Regions from separate parts of the Zea mays genome. Here region 1 is linked to region 2. A link is a contact called in public Hi-C data. All regions are on one chromosome and are shown on one strand. The core of a region is the stretch at or near the end of the contact, and the rest is flanking DNA. Distances in the headings are between cores, read along the strand shown.

The links. A called contact is a pair of places that touch in the nucleus more often than the background predicts.
Region 1: a Hi-C map of leaf shows a contact between it and region 2, with 5 times the contacts expected there. The contact joins the enhancer-like site here to the promoter of LOC100502407 in region 2. A contact is called at or near these places in 8 of 25 Hi-C or Micro-C datasets (bundle sheath, ear, endosperm and 2 more).

The regions. Positions count from the first base shown.
Region 1 is chr1:185,021,844-185,027,904 of Zm-B73-REFERENCE-NAM-5.0, forward strand. It overlaps LOC100383969, which reads right to left. Exons shown (of 22, transcript NM_001362235.1): 16 at 5,766-6,061; 17 at 4,078-4,175; 18 at 3,729-3,860; 19 at 3,437-3,655; 20 at 3,121-3,327; 21 at 2,788-3,046; 22 at 1,900-2,685. The coding sequence ends at 2,036. Among protein-coding and RNA genes, the nearest start is that of LOC100383969, 17 kb to the right of the region's middle. Within about 2 kb of position 1,983, at least 8 of the 20 cell types and tissues checked have an H3K27ac peak or open chromatin away from gene starts, as enhancers often do. A contact at or near this core is called in endosperm and leaf, where this site is marked.
Region 2 is chr1:184,922,175-184,928,467 of Zm-B73-REFERENCE-NAM-5.0, forward strand. LOC100502407 reads right to left here and starts at 3,940. Exons shown (of 15, transcript XR_004855405.1): 1 at 3,519-3,940; 2 at 2,110-3,098; 3 at 1,820-2,001; 4 at 1,477-1,709; 5 at 1,326-1,394; 6 at 873-945; 7 at 214-370; 8 at 1-133.

The sequences.
Region 1 (6,061 bases), core at 733-3,232, 98 kb after region 2:
AACCCTAGGATGTACAAGTCCTTTAGGCCCAAAAACAGGCGTCACTGATTTCTGGCAGATTATGGACATCATCTTGCTATGACAATTTTGATAAGCTCCAACTATATATTGATGTGGGACCAATTGGGTTAGAAATATTATCTGCTTAACTTTCCAACGGTATCTAGAACATCAAAAATGGAGTCCGTATGTAGTCTAGGCGCCCGTTTTCGCAAGACCCACTCCTATAGTCCGAACCGAATTCGCGAATAAACTGGACTTCAACTCCCCTTGAGCTTGGGACCGTATTATTGATTGGACCTTGACCATATAGTTGATATCCATGTACTCATCATTCTCCCCTTCTTGGTTTTGAGTCGTCCTCAACTCAAAGTTGTTGGTGCCTGCAAAAGGTGTTGATGTAGTGCTTGATGTCGTCCAACCTTGCTCCCTTCTTGAAGTTGGCCCTGTTGTTGTAAAACATACAAAGAAGAACAAGTGGAACTCGATGTGATATGGTTAGCTTTAACACAACCCTCTAGTTGATCATATTGTTTCATGACAAAAGGAGGTTTCATGTTTGAACAAATATATACTCGATGCACCATATATTCTACTTTCTAATTATATCTTCCAATAACATGATATGTATGTTTAGATAACCATAGCAAATCAACACTAAAAGAAAGTTTCTCCTCTAAATTATTTAGATTACATGGAACATCAAATTCAATATAGCCCAAACTATTTAAAAAGATAATAAGTTCAGCTCATCATGCACACTAGTTATAGAATTGAATGTTCTAAGTTCAGCACAATTACAGGATAGGAAGAAACAATATCAAGTTTGTGCTCAAGTTGTGGCATATAAGTAATAGAAGAATCATCACACAACTCTTTTTTATCACAAGAATTACTAGTACAATCATAATGCAATAAAGGAAACTCAAGTTTATTTGAAGGCATGACATCATTGGAAGAAACAAATCGTTCTCTCATAAGCATTTTCATATTAGCCCAAGTTTGTGGTTTATCAGATGGAGTTAATGACTCCCACCAAGATAAAGCAGAATGGGTCAAAACACTAGGGGCCTTTTTGTTCTTTTTCTGTTCACACATAAAATATTCTGAAAAAGACAATCTATCTTAGTTTCCCACTCGATATATTTTTTAGCATATATACCATCATAAGATGGAAAAAAACATGGATAGAATCACCTGCAGAAGTTGTAGGGTGTGGTAGGTGAGTCTCCATCGTGTCCATCTGTTCAACAAGTCCTAAAACTCTCTTAAACCTTTCAGTGTTCATGTTGAGTGCATCATAACTCTCATCATGTCACGGAGCTTCGGATGAAATGTTCTTGTCATTGTTAGTACAAAATAGAAACAAAGAAACAAGCAAAAGGTGTGAATAAGTACCTGTTCTGCTCGAGACAATGTTGGAGCTTTAGAAAGGCTCACTAATATATATATATATATATATATATATATATATATATATATATATTTGTGACACACAATTCAGTAATAGATAGCAATGCTGAATAAGTGTCCAAAGTACTCGTCCTAGTTGCTGGCCTAGAGAATGTATTAGAACAGTTGAAGGAAGACACAAAGGAGGTAAAGGATCTAGGCATAGCAAGAAAACAAGATGGAAATAAGATGATTCATAGAGGTGCACAGATCAATGATGTTCTGTCTGTTGCTGACCTAGTTGTTTTTGAGCTGCTACCGGCACGAGTTTCCATGAGTTGCGGACTTGCGGTGTCATTAGTCCGAGGAAGAAGAATGGGTTGCACCCAGTTTTTGTTGGTCTCGTAAGTTGAGGCGGCGGCGGGTCCAGACAGAAAGAGCGCATTTTTCTTCCGCATCATTGTCTCTGTTTCTTTTATTTATTCGGTGATCATGAAGAGAAAATATGGAACGCGGAAATGTGTTTTATTTATTTTGTTTACCACACCACACCACACCACACCACTGCGCCAAAGCTTCCCTGATACAATACATACAGTACAATACAATACACGAGAAGAGAAGACCACATCCAGGCATCCAGCTACTGCTCCTGGGGCGGAGGCACGGCGGTGGACTCACGGAAAGAGAGCATGCTGGGCGAGTCAACTCTGACGATGACTTCTTCGCCGGCGGAGTCTTCGCTCGAGTTGTATTCCTCCTGCAAGTTCATAGCCCTCCGCTGCCCCTGTGCTGCCCCTGCCGGAGCAGGAGCGGTGGCAGCAACCTCAGGTAGAGCTGCCACTCTCTTCATGTTGGAGCCCTCCGACTGCACGGAGAGCAGATGCCGCTCCTTGGATATGGATGGCATCCTGGGGTAGGAAGAGCTGTGCTTCTTCTGGTTTGTCATCGTCGTGGCCGCCTGCACGCGATGACGTGGCCTCTGCCGCCGGTGACCCTGCTGGCCGGAGGAGAGGCTCACCACGCTGCCCCCGTACATGCTCAGTTGCAGGGCCCTGGAAGACAAGCCGCCCGGCAGCATCTCAGCTGCTAAGCCTAGGCTGCCACGAGACCTCCGGAAGCTCTCGGGCCAGCTGAGCAAGCCGCTGTGCTCCTTGCTCATGCTCCGTGCTGGCTCACCTTGGGGCAGCGACGCACTTGTCTGAACATGAAGATGGGCGGCCTCTGCCTCGTCGAAGAAGATGATCCGCGCTCTGGCTTCCACCTGATACCTGCGTGCAGTATGGCAGTAGTCTATACCCCACAGACAGACAGAGCTCAGAGCCTTTCTTCGTCTCTTCATTTGTTTAGGCAAAAAAACATACGTATGTAGTAATTAATAAATAATAAAGAGACCTGAGGACTCGAGACCGAATAAGCTCAAGTCAGCATTCCATGGCAGAAGCAACGCTGGGGGCGTGATGAGAGTCAGGTTCTCGATCTTCAAGAACCCTTCCAGCAAAATGCCAATGCAATTCTGCTCCACTTCCAAGTCTTCTCCCTTGATGTATATGTTCATCGTCGACCTTTCAGCAACCAGAACCCTCATCTCATGCATTCCCATTTTCTCGAATCTATGAGGGACCAAAAGCCTGGCAAGCACCAGAGCACTTTCCTGCCAACATCCATCCATGATTTACTATACTACTACTAGTGTATGTGTAGTATGAGTAAGTATTTATTTATTACCTGCCACAGGAAAATCTCAATCGAAGGATCTGAATGGAGCAGCTCTTCTATCTTTTCAGTTTCGATGAAGAAACACTGTACCATCGAATCTGTGGTCATGTCACAGATATATGGCTTTCCAATCAGCACCTCATACAGACCCAGAGTGCTCCCATGCGATAAAATTGGATCCAAGGAATGCCTTCTGCTTAATCTCTGACTTGTCCACTGTTGTTGGAAATTTTTTTTAAAAAAAGTGGGGGAATAAAATGCTCATTAGAACGAACAATTCTTCCCCAACAGAATTTTGTCTAGTGTTGTTGAGGCGCGGACAGACCTTCACTACACCAATAGAAACAAGCCAGATACCGGTTGGCCTGGATCCTTCTCTATACAGCGTTGTGCCCTGCCCTCGCAGGGTTTCCTTCGTATTGCTTAGCAAAGTATCACGTACAGCAGCAGGCAGCGCGCCAACTAAAGGATGAGTGTTCAGAAGATCACTGACTCTTGGCATTTTCACTATTGGTGGATTCCTCTGCAACTTCTTCAAGTCTGTCTGCCAAGTGAATTAGCATGGCTTACTAGAGTTATATAAAGCATATTTACTGTAAGTTAAATATTCCAGCTACCTGCAGAGCATCATCTAAATGGACCATTTCCTTCTCTTCCAGCAGCCCAGTCTTCTGGAGGTTTTGAATATACTCACTCAAGTGTGTCAGCACAGAATATGTGACTTGTCGTGTCTTTAGCACTCGTAGCACCTGAAATTGTTGGGTGGGGGGAAAGGATTTCAGAACCAGGGCACTGCAATTCATAAGCAGGAGGATTCTTTAGTTTATTCATGCAATGATCCTTATCTTCGTTATTATGTTGATTTTCTACTTTCTTCAAGTTTTCCAGAGAGAAATGCTTGGTGAATATGCTACCAAGGCTTCATGTTGTTGAATGAAACGATAGAAGCACATTGTTACCACAAACCTGCGGGAATGTAACTCGAACATCTTCCAAGAATTTTCTAGCTTCCTCCCCCTCAGCGTTACTTTCATCAATAACAGTTCTTGCAACCTCACTATCACCTGAAGATAGAAGAAAACAAATAATAAATACTCAAAGTGGTGAAGTGCATTAGCATCATACCGGAAGATTGAGCTCGGGGTATCTCCAAAACAGCACTAAGAATGGAAGATGGACTCAATCCATAAAGAGAGCATGGATCCTTTAATGAAGCAGTCAAGCTTTCATAGTTCAATCTGATAAATAAACCCCAGGTTCGTCCTCATTGAAGTAACACCCAGCCACAATTTCACACTATAAAGTGGTTTTTGCAGTGACGTAAGGCTCTGTCATCCCACATGATCTAGTAGTTTGATAACCAAATGCTGTGACAGATTTCTGTGGTGAAGGTAAATTCTTCTTAAAAGTCTGCTTTCTAGTGCCATTTGTGATCTACATGGCAACAACAATGTACAACTATATAAAATGTTGGTCTGCTCTGCCCATCCAAGTCCCCACTAAGGCCAGATTGTTCCTTGAGATGACCTTAGACGTTGAGATTGGCAATGGCCATAGCACGCTGTTTTGGAACGATAAGGATTAATGGTTGGGCGGCAAAAAGATTGCTGATCTGGCTCCCCATCTGTTCCAAGCTGTCTCTACAAGAAGGGTTGGCAGGAGGACTGTCAGGGAGGCTGTAAGAAGAGAAGCTTTGGGTGCTAGACATCCAAGGAGCTCTCTCAGTAAATGTGGTTACAGAATTTCTTCACCTTTGGGACTTTACATCAGATTATACTTTGCAGCCTGACATGGAGGATAACTTTGTGTTCCAGTTAGCAGCTAATGGAAAGTACTCGGCAAAGGCAGCATATGAAGGGTTATTCCAGGGGTCAGTTTATTTTGAGCCCAGTGAGAGAATTTGGAAATCTTGGACACCTCCCAAATGCCACTACTTTATGTGACTAGTAGCTCTACAGATGTGTTGGACAGCGGATAGGCTAGAAATAAGAGTTCTTGATCATCCGGACAAATGCCTTTTTCACGATTAGGAAAAGGAATATATTGATCACCTCCTTATTTATCGTGTCTTTGCGAAAGAGTTTTGGTTCAGATTGTTTGGTACACTGGGCTGGCAGCACCATGCCCCACAACCGGGCACCGAAAGCTTTATGGAATGGTGGAGGCTGATTGACAATTCTGCAGAGGGGCTGATTAAGAAGGCTCTTAACTCTTAGATCATCTTAGGAGCCTTGAGTCTTTGGAAACATAGAAATAGCTGTGTTTTTTATGGTGTTTCTCCTAGCTTGGCTGCTGTGTTGCTTATGGTAGGAGAGGAGCACTGGTTATGGGGGGATGCTGGTGCAAAGGGGTTTCTTTCTCTAGAGGCCATACAACCGGCAACCAAAACTAGGCTTTCGGGATCGTGTTTAATTTGTTTACTGTATGTACCTCAAATTTTGGCCACCATAAGGTGGCATTTGTAATAGTCCGCTTGGACCTTCTCTTTTCTTCTTAACATAATGATGCGCAGCTCTCCTGCACGTTCGAGAAAAAAATGTCTACCATACATATAGATCTCATACATACACAATTAGTACTGATTCTCTTCTAGCACCACAAAGAAATAATAGGCAATTTGCAGGAAATAACACATCAAGTTCCCAATATATTACCAAGAAAATCATGTAGCTGCCGCCTTGCGATTCTGTGAGCACGAAGAAATGCAGCACAGATGTAACATCCAGACTCTAATCTTTCGACTGTGAAGTATGTGACAAGCTTTCGTGGTAACCTACTCCTCTGAAGGAACCTATAGTAATTTGGGAACTGCACATTGGACTTTAAACCTTTCCAATCACATAATGTTTGTCCAGAAACAAGGTCCATAGCTTCATCAACCGATCTCATCAGAATATTTGCTGTAACTTGAGTTATTCGTCCTTCTTCAAGCATTCCCCAGTACGCGGCT
Region 2 (6,293 bases), core at 2,690-5,189:
AGATTCAAAAACTAAGCAAAGATGGTTCCGGTACATGAAACTAGAAATAAACCGCACGCAGTGGCGTTTGTCCTCACGGTCCACACTTGCAAGTTTTTCCAGTATTGAAACCTCTTGCTTACCAGCCTTGTACCTGTATAATCGAATATTGAATTACAGTCCTATTTAATTTTCCATACTAAAAATTGCAGATCTCTAGGAAGATTATATTACATTGTCTCCTTGTTGCGAATAATTTTGATAGCAACTTCTTCAGGATCATCTTTACTCGCTTTAAGATCTTTTGCCCGCACGACTTTTGAGAACACACCCTTCCCATGTGCTGCTATGATTTCGTAATGGCCATCCAGCAATTCTCCGAACCGGTAAGCTGCAGAGTAGGAAAACAAGAAAATGATTGAATGCACGTGTCAGGACCTGTCAGGGCCCAAGGGGGCTGCGGCAAGGAGCGCAGGTCAAAGGATAAGAAGATTAGTTGAGATTATCTAGGAAGGTTATCAGTTAGTAGTTTGTTGAGAGTTTTAAGGAGACAAGGATCTCTAGCTAGATAGGGGCGGCTAGCCGGCCTATTTATGTAATCAATGGATGAAAAATAAAGTAGACAAGAATTAGAAGGGATAAACCCTCCTCTTGCTCGGCTGTGGGCAGAGGCCCCCGGGCCAGCGTTCCTGCCCATCGACCCCCCTCCCAATCCCCTCTACAGATCTACTGTTCATTGGCTCATTGGTGGGTACTATTCACGTGTGAACAGCACCTCACCCCGCCTCCGCCAGCAACTCCAATCCCTCACCGATCTAGCAACCATAACAGCACGACACAAGAGAAAACAATAAACTAGCAAAGAAAAATGGACATAGGATAGCAGAACTTACTGTAGTACCCATCTGCATCATCCCAGTTGTCATGAAGAGCATTTCTCTCAACATGCAAACCATCACCCTTGCCCTGTACACAATGATTTTGTGACAATAAATAAAACAAAGGATTTTTTAGTAATATTGGAGAATAAACAGGGTTCGAGACTTCGAGTCATGGAGAGACTCTTGCAAATGCTGGGAAAGGTTGTGTACTATGGACCCAAATGGGTTCAACTCTTCCCCTGACCCTGCGCAAGTAGGAATACATGCACCAGGATGCCCTTTTTATTGAAGAATAAACAGGCATAAATATTCCATCTTCAAAAATTAACCAGTTTACTTTAACATGCAAATAATACATGTTCAGAAAGATTAGTGTGTGCATCTGCATCAAACAGTGTCTCTTCTTGTGACGTATTGATCAGAATAGTATGGCATAAGTAGCAGAAGAATGGATAGAAATCATACCGATTTTCTAACTCCCGCAGGTGATTCTCCGAAAATGTCATCACAAAACATGTCTGCTGATCTCTCACTCTGGAATATGAAGGAGGCTAGTAAGTTTTCGGGATGATATGAATTAATATGTTTATTGAATTCGATAACAGGAAACAATTACCTTGGGAGAACCCTCTCCAAGACCTGAAACATCTATTGTCCTCTCATCAGTGAATGCTCCCGTGCTAGTTGAAGTATCATTTTGAGCAGGAGACTTTCCCACAGAAAAGTCGGTTTTGCCATCAAATACCTCTGAAGAATCATGCTTATTTTCAGCTTTGTCATTGCCCGTGGAACTGCTACCGTTATCATCTTTCTGATGCATAGTTACATTTCCATCCATAGCTCTTACTTCTGCACAGACAACAATATATCTTCCAATAACAATTAAATTGATATGGACATGGCAAAGTGAAGGTGTTAGTCATGCATTATGTGAACCCAACATTATATAATCAAGTTACCTTCATCATTGCTGCTTGGTTTAGCTTCCATATCCTGCTTCTGTGATTGCTGCTGCCTGTACTTCGCCATGATAGCTTCTTTCCTCCTCCTTGCTTCCTCTTTGATTTTTTCAGGGTCCTCTTCCTCCTGCATTGCTAACTGCTGTTCTATTTTCTCTTGGTACTTCTCTTCATCTTCCTCCCTAATACCAAGATAAGAGCAGTAAATATAAATATGCAAAAAACAAAACAAGAAATAGAAAGCAGGCTAATGAATTAATTGTCAGTTAGTCATGAGAAAACTGCCTTACTTGAGATAATTTTCCTTCATTTCTTCAAACTTTCGGTTTTTACGGTCAACATCTCTACCTTTCTCCCCAGATCTTGTTCTCTCTTTGTAGCCATCAGACACACTATATTTCGAGCGTGTTGAATCCCTGTACCTATCACTATCGCTAACTTTGTCCCGTCCTTCCTTAGCTCTATGAGTTTCGCTTCCCTTGACCCTGTGCCATTCCCTGTCCCCAGCATCTCTCCCTCTCTCCCTTTCATATGCACTGTTAACCCTGTCAGATTCTCTATGTTTACTTGTATCCCTCTTGCTGCCATGATCCCTATGCATTGAACTACCAATCCGTCTTTCACTCTCCCGGCTTTGATCACGAAGACGTGTACTTTCCCTTAGATCCGATCTACTATGACTCCTGCTTCTTTCTCTGTGCTTCCAAGTAGCTTCTAGCGAATCAATTTTGTCTCTATATGTCCTATCGTCTCTGTACCTTTCCTGGCTGCCATGTCTGTCATTATGCCTATCACCATGTCTATCATGAATACCATGGCTGCTGCTCCTTTCTCTTTCATTCTCCTGGGTCCCAGTCGTATGTCTGCCAGACTTCCCATTCTGATCATTGCTCTCACGATCAGAACCATTAGTATCATCACCTCTTTCTCCAGATCTCAAGTGATCTCTTGAATGAGCTTCACTCTGATGCCTTGAGTATGGAGATGCTCTAGAGCGATTTTTGGGATAATGATCTTTTGAAGATGAAGAGTGATGCCCATCTTTGTGCCTCCTTTCCTTCTCCCTTCTGGGCTTTGGAGATTTTGAACAACTTTGACTTTGCCTCCGTCCATGCCCTTTGTTATCCTCAGCATCACTTGATAGGATACCTCCGCTTTCAGACTCAGGGGCACCGTGAAGTGACCTCCTTCTATCTTTTGAGGATGGAAGGGTAGGCGGAGCAGGAGCTTGCATCTTGGTTGCATCTGTGTTAATATCAGCACCATTACCAAAGTGCTCCTGCGTTTGCAACATATCAAACAGTAAGTAGATTAGCCAACTTGGCATGGAGAAACAGAAAAAGGATATCCAAGTAATGCTAACTACGTTGCAGAAATTGAGTAAGACCGGCACCTCTAATTTCCTGATTAGACTGTTGTACCTGAACAACAATGATGTCATTCAATTTGCTATCTTAGCTGGAAAACCTCACCAGGACAAGACTGCGAAAAGACAAGAATCTTGCTACAGACGAATTAGTTGCTTCCAGTCAGTGGTGTGTGTTTTTCAGATGGCTGTGGTACCCTCGAGAGCAACTGACATGACATAGTCTAAATACATGAGCAAGCCGAGAGACTATGCGTCTATACTGTAGTAACGAGGAGCGCTTCCAGGGCTAGTTAAAGTCAAACCGAAGGGAGCAGGCGGAGAGAGATGTACCGGAGCAAGGGAAGACTGTGGGGCGGCGGACTCGGCATTGACCTCCATAGCAGAGACGGAGGAAGCATCGTCGAGTATCTCCCCCTCCTCTACCTCTTCGTCGGCCGCCTCGGGTATCGGGGAATCGGCGTGACGGTGTCGACGGTGGTGGTGGTGGTGGTGGTGGCGGTGGTGGCGCTTGCGGCGCTTCGGGGATGCGTCGGGCTGGGCGTCGTCGGGCAAGCGAGAGTATTTGGCAGGGGACAGGGGGGAGGGCTCTCCGCCGGCGGCCATGGCGATTGCGACAGAGGCAGGTAGGGTTAGGGTTAGAGGCTCCCCCTCTCCTCCCTGCGAGCGAGATTGCGATGCCGATGCGAATTTTGTTGCGCCTGCGGACCGAGCCGATGATGGCAGCACAAACGAGATTGGTTTTAGTTTAGTTGATTGATGTCAAAGGTTTAAATTACGAATATTATATATAGACTTTATTATATTTAATAAATTTGTTTTGTTTTTTATACTAGTATAATAGTATGTCTAATTAGTTTTATAATTAAACTATATTCTTATATCTATCATCTCTCTACCTCTACTTAATACTTATAGCTATCATCTTTCTACCTTTACTCTCTATCTCTACTATTACTATTACTAACGGCAACGATAGCACCTATTAGGTGCAAGCGTGCAACAGATCTTTTGGTCCATTTGATCTAGATCCAACTGTATATCCTATTTAACATTTAAACTCTTTCACCACCACTTTAGTGGTAGCTTTATAAAATCTTTATTATTTCTTTTTTCTATAAATTCTTTATAGTATACTTAAATATAGAGTATAAATCATAAAAACATGTGTTCTAGTGGCTATGTGGATGTGAACGTGGGATTATAGCCAACAATTTTGCATATTTTTTCTTATTTTTACCATTTAAACCTCACATCCATATGAAAAGTTGTAAACGAGTCTGAGCATTTATCCATATTGTCGGTACATGGCTACGATGGTTTTCTATATATCATGTGTGATTATATTTTAAATTTTATAATTATTAGTTCATAGACTAACGATACTGATCTCTCTTAATTTTAATGCAATTATATAAGTGTTGTTGTAGTAGAGGATGTTGGTTCGATCACTGCTCTCACTTAATATTTTTGTTGCATGCCTTAAATTTTAATGTAGACGCAAACTCGCGCGGGGAGGCCTGGGATGCTCGCGCGGGAGCACATTGACGCACGAAGAAATCGATGAAACTCATGTATTATATAATAGTAAAGATAAATTTTCTGTTAAAGGAGCGGCGGTCGCAGAACCGGCGGCTAGCTAGGGCGGTTACGCCGGGCGCGATACGGGGAGAGGGCATGCGCAGTTGGATGGCGTGGGGCGATAGAACAGACGGTGCATATGTGTAGATGGCAGAAAGGCGGGTTCATTCCAAAATATATAAGGGTCCTTTTTTGCAAAAAAAAATAACGCAGGACGATTTTTTAAACGGGTGTTTTAATATAGTAGAGAAGAGATAGAAATAGAGATAATGCACCGGTTTTTAAAATCGACGATCATGTGTTTCGGGCAGAGGTACCCAAGTCTCAACATCGCGCCGCTCGTAGTCTAGAAAGCAGAGCAGGCTCGGCTGAGCCTGAGCGTTTGCATGGGGGCTGTTAGAAGTGGAAGCATCGAGCAGAGCAGAGCGAGCACGACTGGAGGCTCCACATAATAGGGTCAGTCGCTACTACGAGTATAAGTGGACTATAGATCATTCTTCTCATCAGTTATGTACTAAGTTGTTAGTTATGGCTGAGCATATGGTTTCTAATTATTATAATCATGATTGTGTCTCATAAATAGATTGTGTAGAGATTTATTGTGTTAGTAAAATGTTTCGAACAAAAGAAGCAGCATTAGCGTAAATTGAAATTGAAAGTGAAGAAGAGGCACAAAATATTACAATTATTTTTAATGTGGTTCTCTTTAAAATTATGGAGCAAAAAACACTATTGCTGATGTCGACATGATGTGTTTAAAGGAGAAACCATATCATAACATGTATCCTATCTTTAACATCTATGATAATGTATTTTTTGTCCTACATATTTTTATTATATGTTAATGTTGGAAGTTTATGATCACTTCGGTCTGGATCTTGGTCAATTTCTGGGTCTGCCACTGGTTTTGGGCGACGCACCGGCCGCCCGCTTCAACTCTGCGCTAGCTACAGGTCCACGCGTGTGGGATCTGTCGGTGTTTTGGGTCCGACCGCGCACCCGGGGTTGCCCCTCAAGGTGCTTTTGGAGTAGGACGGTGTTACCGACTGTAGCTCGATGGTTCGTGCTAGATGCACGAGAAACAATGGACAGTTGTGTACAGGTTCGGGCTGCTTTGAGATGTGTAACACCCTACGTCCTGGCGTGAGTACTTTATGTGGTGGGTTACAAGGAGGTTCCCTAGTGTTGGAGACGTAGAGAGCCGGGGTGGATGGCTAAGTAATGAGGTAGATCGTCTTGAAGGGGTGCCCCCTAGGCCTTATATACTCGATCGTAGGGCATTACATGTGGATATGATAACAACGGGTGCATAAGTAATAGTGAACTGACTGAGTCTATCTTCCTATAATTCAGCCGACCCATCCTCGCTCAGTTCCGATGTACGGGGCCCCTGCACGGGAAGGTTGGGTCACTGTTGCGATCACTGCTCAAATCCATCGGGCCGTCTGGGCCTGCGTCGATCTGGTCTTGTGTCAATCCGCTTTATTGGACGTTCCTTCCAGGCCCACGAAGGGGTGACCTCGCGGA